2 separate regions of the Oryctolagus cuniculus genome follow, and region 1 is linked to region 2. A link is a contact called in public Hi-C data. All regions are on one chromosome and are shown on one strand. Each heading gives the region's core, a stretch centred on a gene start, on an enhancer-like site or on the middle of the called end of the contact. The rest is flanking DNA. Distances are from core to core; before and after follow the strand shown.

The links. Hi-C and Micro-C count contacts between places; a contact is called where the count stands out from the background.
Region 1: a Hi-C map of an unstated tissue shows a contact between it and region 2, with 5 times the contacts expected there. The contact joins the promoter of BYSL here to the promoter of MRPS10 in region 2. A contact is called at or near these places in 2 of 6 Hi-C or Micro-C datasets (ear pinna and an unstated tissue).

The regions. Positions count from the first base shown.
Region 1 is chr5:127,984,948-127,991,956 of mOryCun1.1, forward strand. It overlaps BYSL (bystin like), which reads right to left and starts at 4,866. Exons shown (of 7, transcript XM_002714398.5): 1 at 4,261-4,866. The coding sequence starts at 4,528. It overlaps MED20 (mediator complex subunit 20), which reads left to right and starts at 4,911. Exons shown (of 5, transcript XR_517896.4): 1 at 4,911-5,064.
Region 2 is chr5:127,724,087-127,730,987 of mOryCun1.1, forward strand. MRPS10 (mitochondrial ribosomal protein S10) reads left to right here and starts at 1,274. Exons shown (of 7, transcript XM_008262916.4): 1 at 1,274-1,425; 2 at 5,361-5,425; 3 at 5,516-5,588. The coding sequence starts at 1,378.

The DNA of each region.
Region 1 (7,009 bases), core at 3,616-6,115, 260 kb after region 2:
ACAAGAGCTAAATGGGGGAAGGGGGTGATGTAGTATGGTGGGTGTAACCTGTCACTTGGGATGCTGGCATCCCATATCAGAGTGCTAACGTTCAAGTCCCACCTCCTTTTTTTTTTGACAGGCAGAGTGGACAGTGAGAGAGAGAGACAGAGAGAAAGGTCTTCCTTTGCCGTTGGTTCACTCTCCAATGGCCACCGCGGCTGGCGCACTGCGGCCGGCGCACCCCGCTGATTCGATAGCAGGAGCCAGGAGCCAGGTGCTTTTCCTGGTCTCCCATGGGGTACAGGGCCCAAGCACTTGGGCCATCCTCCACTGCACTCCCTGGCCACAGCAGAGAGTTGGCCTGGAAGAGGGGCAACCGGGACAGAATCCGGCGCCCCGACCGGGACTAGAACCCGGTGTGCCGGCGCCACTAGGCAGAGGATTAGCCTAGTGAGCCGCGGCGCCGGCCCCACCTCCTTTTCTGATCCAGCTTCTTACTAGGGTGTACCCTGGTAGGCAGTATGTGATGGCTCCTGTAGTTGGATCCTGGTCACCCAAGCAGGAGACCCAGAGTGCTGGGTTCCTGGCTTTGGCCTGGCCCAGCCCCAGCTGTTGCAGGCATTTGGAGTGAACCATTTGATGGAGGATCGCTCTCTTTGCCTTCCAAATAAATGAAAATATTTTTTTCAAAGATTTATTCATTTGAAAGTCAGAGTTACAGAGAGGCAGAGGCAAAGAGAGAGGTCTTCCATTTACTGGCTCACTCCCAAAATGGCCACAACGGTGGGAGCTGAGCTGATCCAAAGCCAGGAGCCAGGAGCTTCTTCTGGGTCTCCCACACGGGTACAGGGGCCCAAGGACTAGTACCATCTTCTACTGCTTTTCTAGGCCATAGCAGAGAGCTAGATCAGAAGTGGAGCAGCTGGGACTTGAACCAGTGCCCATATGGGATGCTGGCATTGCAAGCAAAGGCTTAGCCCACTATGCCACAGCACCAGTCCCAAAAATGAATTTTAAAAAAATATTCTAGGGGCCAGCACAGCAAGTAAAGCCACTTGGGCCCCTGCATCTGTGTGGGAGACCTGTAAGAAGCTCCTGGCTTCAGATCGGTGCAGCTCCAGCCACTGCAGCCCTCTGGGGAGTGAACCAGCGGATGGAAGACCTCTCTCTCTCTGCCTCTCTGTAACTCTGCCTTTCAAATAAATAAATAAATCTTCAAAAAAAAAAAAAAATTCTAAAGCTCCATTGGGATGGGAGGCAGACATTTTTCTCCATTCCATTCTTACTTCCAGATGCTGACTCCAGGTGCCTCGTGGAACAGCTGCTTGGGGAAGACTCACAGGCACCTCAAACTCCACCTTCATCAAGAGAACTCATTCCCTTCCCTCACGGTCTACACTGCTCAGTCCTCCAAAGCTGGGTAAACGGCACCATCCCGGACTCAACACTGAGCTTGGGAAGCAGCCCTGCCTCATGCCCTGCCCTCACCTTCAACCTCCAATCAACTACCAACTCCTAGTCCCCAGAATTTTACCTCACAGACTGTCTCTCAAGTCCTTGACAGCCCAGGCTAAGCCTCCATCTGCAGCATCTTTTGCTGGATTAATTCAGCAGTCCCTTAATGTTTGTCTCACTTCCCTCCACTGCATTCTTCACTCTGCAGGGAGAGTAATCTGCCAGCAACGCACATTTGATTTGGTCAGTTCTGCACTCAAACCCCTCCCACAGCTTCCCATCATTGTTAGAAAGGCTTTCAATTCTGGGCATGCTCTCCAAGAGCTCTGCAGGTTTGGCACCTACCTACCTACCTCACCATCATTCATTAGTCCATTTACTCAGCGAACATCGAGTGTCTGCTACATGTGAGGCACTGGTAAGAGTGCTGGAAGGTTAGCAGTGAACAAGAGAAACAGAAATTGTTGACCTCACAGAGCTTACATTCTAACTGGAGGAGAAAAACATAAAAAATAGACGTAATATATAAATATATTGGATTAAAAGAAGAGAAGTACTAAGACAAAACACAGAGTAGAGAAGTCAGAAGTACAGAGGGGTCCAGCACTGTGGTGGGTGAGGCCACTGCCTGCAGTGCCGGCATCCATATGGGTGCCGGTTCGAGTCCCAGCTGCTCCACTTCTGATCCAGCTCTCTGCTGTGGCCTGGGAAAGCAATACAAGATTAGAAGATGGCCCAGGCCCTTGGGCCCCTGTACCAGTGTGGGAGACCAGGAGGAAGCTGCCGGCTCCTGGCTTTGGATCTGCTAAGTTCTGGCTGTTGTGACCACCCAGGGAGTGAACCAGCAAATGGGACCTCTCTCTGCCTCTCTGTGACTCTGCCTTTCAAATAGATAAACTGCAAGCCTGCAGGCAATGGAGTAGACTAATCCAGGAGAAGGAACAGCCAGGCACAGGCTCCAACTGCCCATGTTTAGAAGGAACAATGAGATTTGTATGGTGGAGTAGAGGACAAAGGGAAAGAAGCCGGCGGTCAGACGGTAATAGAGGTAGATCACACAGGGCACTGTGCACTATTAGAACCCTGTAGCTGTAGGGGCAACAGGATCGTGGTTAGGAGGGTACCACAATAACCCGAGCGCAGAACATGGCGGCTTGGACATGATGGCGTTTCTAAGGTGGCGGAGGTGGTCATCAGAACTTCCTAATGAATAAGACATGGAGACAGGAGGGGGAAAAGAAAGGGAGGGGGAGGGAGACCAAGGACAGGGGAGGACCAGGTGTGGGAGTCAGAGTTTGTTTTGGACATGGTAAGTTTGAGATGTCTTTTACATGTCAAATGAGAGATGCCCAATAGCAGCTGAATATAAGAATTTGGGCTTCAGGGGCTGGTGTTGTGGTGTAGCAGGTGAAGGAAGCTGCTGCCTATGACACCAGCATCCCATATGAAGCCAGTTCAAGTCCCAGCTGCTCTACTTCTGACCCAGTTCCCTGCTAATTGCCTGGGGAAAGCAGCAGAAGATGGCCCAAGTGCTTGGGCCCCGGCACCCACAGGGGAGACCGGGATGAAGCCTTGCTGGTTGCCGCCATCTGGGGAATGAACCAGTGGATACAAGATTTCAAATAAATAGATAAAAAAATTTTGAGTTTCTTGGAAGAGATCAGGGCTGGAATAAAAAGTAGGTAACACTCACTAAATAGATGGTAGTTAAATCATGAAACTTGAACAGGAAGTTTCAAATGCCTGCAAAAGCCAAGGAGACCCAGATGGAGCTCCGGATTTGGCCCGGCCCAGCTCAGTCATTGTGACCATTTGGGGAGTGAACTAGTGGATAAAAGATCTCTGTGTCTCTTCCTTTCAAGTAAATAAATAAATCTTAAAAAAAGAAAAAAAAGAAAGAAACAGCTTAGGAAACCCACATCCCATAACTGAATGCCAGGGTTCGAGTCCTGGTTCCACTGCAGATTCAGGCTTCCCACTAATATAGACCCTGAGAGACAACAGGAGGGAGCTCAAGTCATTGTGTCCCTGCAACCCACCCGGAAGAACTACACTGAGTTCCAGGTTTGGTCTGGCCCAGCCCTGGCCGTAGCAGGCAGCAGGCGTTTGGGAAGTAGATTAGGGGAAGCAAGTTTTCTCTCTCTGCCTTTCAGATAAAGATACTGTAGCCAGAAGAGCAGGGTTCAATTGCGTCAAATACTGCTTTTCTACAAATAAGATAAGCTCTGAGAAGTCGGTTAAACAACTCAGAGGTCAAGGCTTCTCCCCTATGAGAAAACAGTCAACATTTTTCAATCATCTCTCCCTCCACTTGGCCCCTAAACAATACTGCTTTTTCTGTTATGAACATTCGGTTTCAGGTCTCAGCTTCCAGGCTGGGCAACTCTGACCCCTACACGAATGCTATCGTTTCCAGAGAAACGAGACTTTCTTTCCCATGGAATTTACTGTTCTAATTGTCTCTCTCTTGGTTTAGACTGTAAGGTCCCGAGCTATATCTTGTTTATTTCTGCACGCAATCCATCAAAACTCCCAGCATCGTGCAAAGCCGGTAGCGAGCATCCCATATTTACAAAACCGTTGGACAAATGCTAGGAGAACTTGGTGGCCTGAGCCATCACTTCCTATTGGCCTAACTTGCGGGACGCGGCGAAAGGAGCACTAAAAACAGGGAGCGGGCCTGCAGGGTTCGGTCTTCCACCTGCCCTGCTCTCGGTAGAGAGCAACGTGCAACCCGGTTTTGAATCCAAGGTACTCCCCTGCCGGACACCTGTGGGCCGTCCACCCCCCAACCCAACTACTGCCTTCCCCGCGGACGCTCACCCAGCCGCGTGGCGCGCTCCCGAGGCTTGGCGGGCCCGTCCCCAGAGCCGTGCTCGGTTTCCAGCTCCTCCTGTTGCTGCCGTGCTTGCTGCAAAATCCGCCGGCTCAGCCGGGGCCCCACATACTCTTCCTCCTCTTCCCCGGTTCCGCGGCCCCGCCGCTTTTCCCGGGCACTTGACCGCACCGCGTTCCCAGCCAGGATCTGCTCGGCCAGGGGCGCGTGTTTTTCCTGAGCCCCAGCCCCACGGGCCGCTTTGAATTTCGGCATTTTTCTCGATAATGCGGCCCGGCAAACTCACACGTGGGTACGGCGACAGCCCAGGATGTGCGCTCGGCAATGAACGCCCAGGTCTGTGCCGAGAGGCCACGCGCTCACAGCGCCCCTACGCGTTCGGAGGCCAGAAAAGCAGCCAGCACCACTGCACTCCCGCAGGGAACTCCCGAGTCCTGGAGCCGGAGCCCGGAACAAATGCATTGCCTTTGACGTTGACGTCTCTAAATGGTGGCAGCCCGGGCCACGCTTTCCTAGCTTTCTGGATCTAGGACCAGGGTGGCCAACCAAACGGAAACTTCCGGAACTGCAAGCCAGGGGAGGGGCTGGGAATCGGGCCGATGACCTCACTGGAGGCGTCACCCAGAGTCGCTGCTGGTGCGTCTAACCGGCGCTCTGTTTTTACGTACTTCCGGAGCCCCTCCCGCGACCCGAGCCTGCGGTAGTTTTTAGTTCTTGTGGGCTTCGGGAGAGCGCTGTTTCGGCTGTGTGGTCGTGCCGCTTTCCAGGCCTGACGCTATGGGAGTGACCTGGTAGGATCACAAAGGGTTTTATGGGGCGGGACTTGGGTCGTGAAGGTCCCTTGAAACCTGGAGGGTCGGGGACTGAAGTCCGCCGTTCTCCGGGAGCTGAGCAAAATGCCCTCGGGCTGCGTGGATGTGGGCACTCTAAGGGCCGTGAGTCTCGGGCCCTAATGGGCCCCATTGCTCCTGGAAGGAAGCAAGGAAAAGGTTTTATCTCAGGAACCTTATGCATGGGTTGTGTACCCTCTTCTCTTTTTCTTGGTACGTCTTGCTACCCTTGAAATCCTAGTAGTGCAGAAAGTGGGACTTCGAGGTCGGAAACAGGGCTTTTCAGACTAGAACCCACCCGCAGGTAGGGTTAAAGCTGATAGGAGATAGGCAACGAGGCGGTGTTTGTGTGTTCGCCTCCCCCTACCTGTAGCCACCCAATAATCAGCCTGTATCTGGTTCTCATTCGGGTCTACAGGATCAAAATGGAAACTACTGGGAATTAGAAGATCAGGTTTCCAGACACTTTACTTCCTCATGACCTGCCTCCTACTACGTTTATACGGTTGATTCAGTTTCAGTGCACTTAAAAAAAAAAAAGATTTATTTATTTGAAAGGCAGAGTTAAAGAAAGGCAGGGGCAGAGAGAGAGCTTCCATCTGCTGGTTCTCTCCCCAAATGGCTGCAATAGCCGGAGCTGGGCCGATCAGGAGCCTGTAGCTTCTTCCAGGTCTCCCATGGGGGTGCAGGGGCCCAAGCACCTGGGCCATCTTCTACTGCTTTCCCAGGCCATGACAGAGAGCTGGATCGGAAGTGGAGCAGCCGGCTCTCAAATCGGCACCCACATGGGATGCCAGCTCTACAAGCAGCTGCTTTACCCTCCACGCCACAGCACTGGCCCCCAATGGACTTTTAAATCTCTGAACATGTTCTCAAACCCAGATGGAAGAGGATGGGGTGGAGGGGAAGGGTATGAACCCAGGGATCTTGGAGACCTTAGTTCCAAGGTGCTGGGTCTCTGCACCTTTTTTCTTCTTCTTCTTTTTTTTTTTTTTTTTAAGTCTTGGTTGTGAGCATCTCATCAGAGAGGCCTGGAGGCCAGGATATCTGAAGCCAGGAGTTATAGGCTTCTCTTTTTTTTCTCTTTTTTGAAAGATTTGAGAGGTAGAGTTACAGACAGTGAGAGGGAGAGACAGAAAGGTCTTCCATCTGCTCGTTCACTCCCCAGATGGCCCCAATGGCTGGAGCTGCGCCAATCCGAAGCGCTTGGGCCATCTTCTGTTGCTTTCCCAGGCCATAGCAGAGAGCTGGATTGGAAGAGGAGGAGCCAAGACTCGAACCGGCACCCATATGGGATACCGGCACCACAAATGGAGGATTAACCTACTGCACCACAGCACTGGCCCCCTAGGCTTCTCTTTTAAAAATAGTTGGGGGTAGAGGGAACACAATTTCTCCCAGTAGCCAGGGGTTTCTGGGGCTTGCACTCTTGTTTCCCCTACCACAACCCTCCCAAGCCCTGCAGAGTGAGGGTGCTGGTGCGGGATGGAGGTGGAAAAGTTGCAGCACAGGGGTTGGGACTGTGTGTAGCAGATTAAGTTACTGCCTGCAGTGCCGGCATCCCTTATGGGCACTGGTTCAAGTCCTGGCTGCTCCACTTCCAATCCAGCTCTCTGTAATGGCCTGGGAAAGCAGTAGAAGATGGCCCAAGACCTTGGGCCCCTGCACCCACGTGGGAGACCTGATGAAGTTCCTGGCTTTGTTGCCGGCCATTCCTGGGGGCGCCCTTATCAACTTTTCCAAAATCCTAGGACCTCTGTCCCTTGTAGCTTCAGGGATTCTCTGAAAGTACTTCAGAAAGTTCACAGAAAGTATGTATTATGAAAAACTATGCAATGTTTTGGCACCAAAATCTTTCTTTTTCTTTTTTGACAGCCAGAGTGGACAGTGAGAGAGAGAGACAGAG
Region 2 (6,901 bases), core at 24-2,523:
GTGTGAACTGGGGAGACTAACTCGGAAGACAGCAGGCAGGTCACCGAGGTGGGGCTCAGCCCACCGCGGCAGAAGCACTCCACGCTGGGGTGTAGGGTCACGCTGGACACTTTGGCCACACCTCCCGAGGACTGAGGCCAGCCTGAGGGATAAGAACACTGGTTTCCATTCCCAGGCCTTTCATCAGCTTGTCAGATGTTTGGCAAATCTTCCCACCCCTTCCTTGGTTCTCTTTTTCGCAAGACAGGGTAAGTAATACCTACTTGCAAGGAATAAAAACAAAATATCTTTACATCTGCACAGTACTTTATTTAGACACCATGACTTGTTCTCATAAACTTGATCTTCTTCATCTTTTCAACAACTGTTGAAGCAGATGAGGTAGAAGCAACTTTGTATTACAAATAGTGGATGACATTTATCACACATAATAATGTGACAGGCATTGTACTAAACACCACAGTCAGTATATCTCACTGAACCCTCAGAGCAACTATTTGAAGTAGGAACTGTTATTGTCATCTCTTTTTGACATGAGAAAATTGAGTCCCAGGGTGGGGAAGCCACTCAGTTAAGTGCCAAACCTGGGATTAGAAACCACATCTCCTGATTGTAAGTCTAGAGTTTTCCATTATGATAAACTGCGTATGTGAAGGCACTCTGGGGAAATAAAACTGAAATCTGCACAAGTGGGAGATTATAACCCCAATTATAAGCCTTTTTACTTGAAACTAAATTACAGTGACAGTAATAACTAGACAAAATACTTTTAGGTTGTTATCCTAGGTGAAGGCAGCCATTGCAAATTCTGAAATATGAGAGGAACATACAAAAAAGAATGATTTAGGAATATTTAGGGCCGTAGTGCACAAGATGGCTGGCACTGGGGAAAGCTGGTAAGAGTTAAAGACCTTGACTAGAAGGTAATTGTTTTAAGGTAAGGGATTGGAACCCGGACGCTGTAGTAGTGGAGGCTTTTAAAAATTTTTTAAATGAATATACATTTTGTTAAAATTCTGAAAATATTTAAGAAAACAAATCAATCATTATTTCACTACCCAGCGATAACCTGTCAATATACTGTATTTCTCCAAACACGTGGTTTCCTACAACAAAACAGGATCCACAGGACAAACCCGCCTTGAAGGGAGAACACTGATGTGACCTGGTAACTTCAGAAACAGGCAGGCGTAAGGTTAACGAGCTCAGGAGTTGCCCAGGGCGGGGGTCATCTCACCCATAAAACAGCGGGAATTCACGTCTCTGTGGCAGTTCCCGTGCCGGAACACGAGGATACGCTCTCTCCTCTTGCAAACTCTATGATCCGAGGGCGCCGCTGTGACCCCGGAAGTAATTCTGGGAGGTCGGGGCAGCAAGATGGCGGCGCGGTCAGCGGTTGTGTCTGTTTGCCGGCGCCTCTGGCAGGTACCAGGCGGGCTGGGGAGGCCGGGCGGGCTGGCGGGGTCAGATGTCACCAAGTCTTGCTGCCAGCCGCCCTGCTGCCCGTCAGGAGGCCTCCCCTGTACTTCTCACGCGGGCTATTGTTTGCAAGGAGGTGATGGAAAAGGGTGCTGGTTTTACCTCGTATCCTCTCATGGGATTAAACAGAAACTACTGTCAGGGCAAAGACAGGAGCAAGAATTGTAGGAGGTCAGAGCTGGAAAGGATATTGAGCATATGTATATTCCAACACCCGTTCCTTCTTGTTCGCAAGATGACGGGAAGCTTGTGTCGCGAAACCGGGGGCTGAGCTGGTACAGAGATCGCGGATATTTGCCCCGCATCTAAACTGAGATTCCTCCCCCGACATCCAGGGCTTCGAAGATCTAGATGAGGTTCTCTGAAGTCAGGGGCAGGAGTTGGATGCACTCTTGTTCTTTGGAGCGGAAGCAAGAAACCTAAGCAGCGGTTCTCCAGCGCTTTGCGCCCAGAGTCGATCCCTTTACACTTAAGGAGGGGGGACTCCAGAGAGCTTTGGTTTTTGTGGCGTTAGCTACCTATGTCTAGTTTTCCAAAATAAGACAGTATCTCGTTTAAAAGTAACAAGTCTGTTTTAAAAGTAACACGGATAAATTAGTTACGGAGGAACGTAATGAACACTTGCTGAAAATTACCCATAGTCTCCAAAACAAAAACAGATTTAGTAAGGAGTGGCAGTAGTTTGCGTTTTTGCAAAAATCTTGCGTGTCTGGCTTAGTGGAAGACAGCTGGGTTCTGGGCTGTGTCCCTGCAGTTGGGCTTTGGTGCAGCCTCCAGAAAGCTTCGCCGGTTCTGCCTGGGGACTGAGAGTGGCAGGGTGCAGACTGCCTTGTGTTACTAGGAAAAGTGTCTTGATTTGCCGGAGCTCCTGAAAGTGTCCCCTAGACCCTGCCAGGGGTCCTCAGACCACACCCGGAGAACCAGACCGAATTTTAAAAAGAACAAAAGAGAAAAGTGTAAGGGCTTCTTAAGATTGATTTGTGGCTGTAACAACACTTTAGGCTTGACCTTGTGAGAGCTGAGGTTTGCTGGGAACACAGAAACCGGAAGTGCCGTTCCCTTAGACCTGTGCTCCTTTGCACAACTGGATTGTGGGGTCACTAAAATGTAGAGAGGGAACTTTCTTTCCTTTTTTTTTTTTTTTTTCTAAAGATTTTATTTATTTGAAAGTCAGAGTTACACAGAGAGAGAAGGAGAGGCAGAGAGAGAGGTCTTCCATCCGCTGGTTCATTCCCTGGATGGCTGCAACGGCCAGAGCTGTGCCAGTCTGAAGCCAGGTGCCAGGAGCTTCTTCCAGGTCTCCCACACAGGTGCAGGGGCCCCAGGACTTGGGCCATCTTCTACTGCTTTCCCAGGCCATAGCAGAGAGCTGGATCAGAAGAGGAGCATCCAGGACTAGAACTAGTGCCCATATGGGATGCTGGCACTGCAGGCAACAGCTTTACCCGCTACGCCACGGAACTGGCACTCCTTTTAATTATTTATTTATTCTGAAAGTTACAGACAGCGAGGGAGAGAGCAATCTTCCAAGCACTGGTTCATTCCCCAGTTGGCTGCAATGGCCAGTGCTGGGCCAGGCTGAAGGCGGGAGCCAGGAGCTTCATCAGGGTCTCCCACATGGGGGCCAGGGGCCAGGGGCCTGGGCCATCTTCCTCTGCTTTCCCAGACTATTATCAGGAAGCTGGATCAGAAGTGGAGCAGCTGGAACAGGAACCTGTGCCCATTTGGGATGCCAGCGTCACAGGCGGTGGGTTTACCTGCTGCACCACACATTGGCCCCAAGGAGGGAATTTTCTGTGTGACTGTGTATGAAGAATGGTGCACACACAACCTGTACTATCTTGTATTGTGCCTGATTTCACTTCTTTTGATTTTCCCCCTTGGCCCTGGGAAAGCTATGGTTTATCTTCATTTTGGGTTAGGAACAAGAAAGGATAATAAAACTAAGAGTAGGCTTTTAAAACATATTTAGGTGCCATCAGTTGTTTTAATTAAACTTCACTTGTGCTGAACTGTTATTTTCATCTTCATTGTATTTTCAATAATCCTTATTGTTACTTTTTTTTTTTTTTTTTTTTTTTGACAGGCAGAGTGGACAGTGAGAGAGACAGAGAGAGAAAGGTCTTCCTTTTGCCGTTGGTTCACCCTCCAATGGCCGCCGCTGCAGCCGGCGCACCGCGCTGATCCGATGGCAGGAGCCAGGATCCAGGTGCTTTTCCTGGTCTCCCATGGGGTGCAGGGCCCAAGCACCTGGGCCATCCTCCACTGCACTCCCTGGCCATAGCAGAGAGCTGGCCTGGAAGAGGGGCAACCGGGACAGAATCCGGCGCCCCGACCGGGACTAGAACCCCGTGTGCTGGCGCCGCAAGGTGGAGGATTAGCCTATTGAGCCACGGCGCCGGCATAATAATCCTTATTGTTATTCTAATTTCTCAGGTTACATTTTTTTTTAGCAGAAATCTTCGGGCTTTAGAATTTTTTATTTATTTTTATTTTACTTGGAAGGCAAATTTATTTCCTACATGCCCGCAACAGCCCAGACTAGACCAGGCCAAGCCAGAAGCACAGATCTCAGTTCTCATAGGTGGGGGCCGAAGCTGTGGTGCAGTAGGTTAATGCCCTGGCCTGAAGCACCGGCATCCTATATGGGTGCTGGTTCAAGACCTGGCTGCTCTGCTTCCTATCCAGCTCTCTGCTGTGGCCCGGGAAGGCAGTGGAGGATGGCCCAAGTCCTTGGGCCCTGCACCCGCATGGGAGACCCCAAAGAAGCTCCTGGCTCCTGGCTTTGGATCAGCGCAGCTCCGGCCGCTGCGGCCATCTGGGGAGTGAACCAGCGGATGGAAGACCCCCCCCCCCCTCTCTCTCTCTCTGCCTCTGCTCTCTCTGTAACTCTGACTTTCAAATAAATAAATAATTCTTTTTAAAAAAAATTCACATAGGAGACAGGGACCCAACTGCTGGAACCGCCATCCGCTGTTTTCCAGGGTGTACGGTAGCAGGAAGTGGGATTGGAAGTCAAGCCAGAACTCAAACACGGGCGCTCTGATGTGGGTATGGAATGGAGGCGTCGCAAGCAGCATTGTAACTGCTGTGCCAAACACTCCCCTCACGTTACACTTTTAAATCTCAGGAAAGCTTAAAAGAAAAACCATGGGCTGCAAACCATTATGTGCAAGCACAGTACTGTTTAAGTTTCCTGAAACTAGAAAGTTTTGTCCCACTAGGGGCAGCCGACAAAAGAGGATTTGGAAATGATGAAGTGTTGTAGTTTGCCGCACAGTAGTTAATGCTGGGAATGAGCTCCAGTGTGCACTGCATAGCTTTTCATTTGTAAGCCAATTGTCCCAGCTACGCCAAAAAATATGTATGCTTGGAAAGAGTGCTTTAGGGGCTGGCGCTCTGGTGTAGCAGATAAAGCCAATGCCTGAAGCACCGGTATCCCATTTGGGTGCCAGTTAGAGTCCCAGCTGTCGCGCTTCCAATCCAGTTCTCAGCTTTGGCCTGGGAAAGCAGTACAAGATGGCCCAAGTGCTTGGGCCTCTGCATCCGAGTAGGAGACCCTGAAGAAGCTCCTGGCTCCTGGCTTCCGATCAGCCGTTTGGGGAGTGAACCAGCAGATGGAAGACCTCTCTCTCTGCCCCTGCTTCTCTGTAACTCTGCTTTAGAATTCTTCCTCCAAATCTTAATAGCTTAGGTTATAAAAATGCCTAATTATTTTTATTGTTTGAAAATATTCAGGCAAAATAAGTATAATATTGAAATACGATTATTCTGTAAAATAATAATGAGAAGGTGAAGTCACATGATTTCTAGTGGAAGCCATGAATAGCTTGGCAGTCAGCCCCATTTCTAACGCATGTTCCCCCTGCTCTTGTTTCCAGGACTTGGGGAGTTTTCCCATAAATGGTTTTAAGGACAGTGCAACCAAAAATGGGGGTTTTCTTCTGTAAGTATACAATTGAATGTGCTGCATTAAGCATGAAAGTGGGTTCCTGTACTTTTTTTTTAACTTAGGTTTCTCCCCCCCCCCCCCCAGCAGTACCAATATGAAGTGGGTACAGTTTTCAAATCTACACATCGACGTTCCTAAGGAATTGACCAAACCTATGGTATGTGTTCTCTATTTCTTGAATTTTCCTTATTGTTTTATTTGGGGTTGTTTTCCAAGCATTTTATGAATAAAATAATTTGTTCTGCAGCCGGGCATTTGGCCTAGTAATTAAGATACCAGTTAGAAGGCCCATATCCCATGTTGGAGTGCACAGGTTCAAGTCCTGGCTCTGCTCCTAATTCCAGCTTCCTGCTAATGCACACCCTGTGAGGAGCAGCTGATGGCTAAGTGGTTGGGTCCCTGCCGCCCTCGTGGGAGGCCTATAATGAGTCCCCAGCTCCCAGCTTCAGCCGGGCCCAGCCCTGGCTATTGCAGGCATTTAGGGAGTGAGCCAGTGGATGGGAGATCTCTTTCTCCCTCTCTGACTCAAATACATCAGTTTAAAAATTTTTTTAAGCTTTCGTTCTGGAATACTGGCAAGTGTCTGCTGTGCCTATTCTCTGATGTGTCAGGATGATCATGCTGTTTTTCAGGGTATCAAGGTAAGTTCTAGATGAACAAGTTATTTATCCCAAATAACTGTGCTAATGACCAGTCTGCTTTCAGTCCAGTTTAAAGAGTTGTAATAATTAATGACGCAGAATACTTGATGTTATGTTATTGGAAAACAGTTTTCTTGTAGCCTTCAAGTCTTTGATTTTACTTTAAGTACTGAGCCCAGGCCTGGGCCATGCGTCATAGTTCACAGGAAGAAGGAGCATTAGCACAAGTAACAGAAATGCAGACATAGCTGTGTAACCTTGTCAGAGCCAATGTTCCATCAGCCCAAAGTTTTTGTGTTATTTTTAATGCCTAAGAGTCCTTACAAATTCCAGGTACTTCCATTTATACTCCTAAAAAATAACCCCTTTAACAGTTTGTTCTGGGTCCTTGTAGACAGTTGCCTTTGTATACTTATATCGTCTGCACACTAAATGGAGTTGTGTTATACATAGTGTCCCACCGTTTGTCTCTTTCACTTAATAGAGCCTGGATATGTTTCCACAGCAATGCATGGAAACCTTGGTCTCCAGCTTGGAAGCCTGCAGGGCCCAGGCCTTGAGGGAGGGCAGCAGGATGGGCAAGCGGCACACTGCAAAGCAAGCCAACTGCTGCCTACCCTGGCCACTGTTGCCGTGAGGGAAATCAGACCTAGTGATGCCCGTTGTCTAAATCTTCCAAGTTGAATTGAAGTTTTATGCGACATCTTCTGATCTTTAATATTTTCAACCAATTCATAATATCTTTAAGACCACATGAGAACTCAGTCAGAACACATCTTAGGGCTATATTCCTCCTCCTCCATCCCCCAGCATATGCTATTGGATGTCA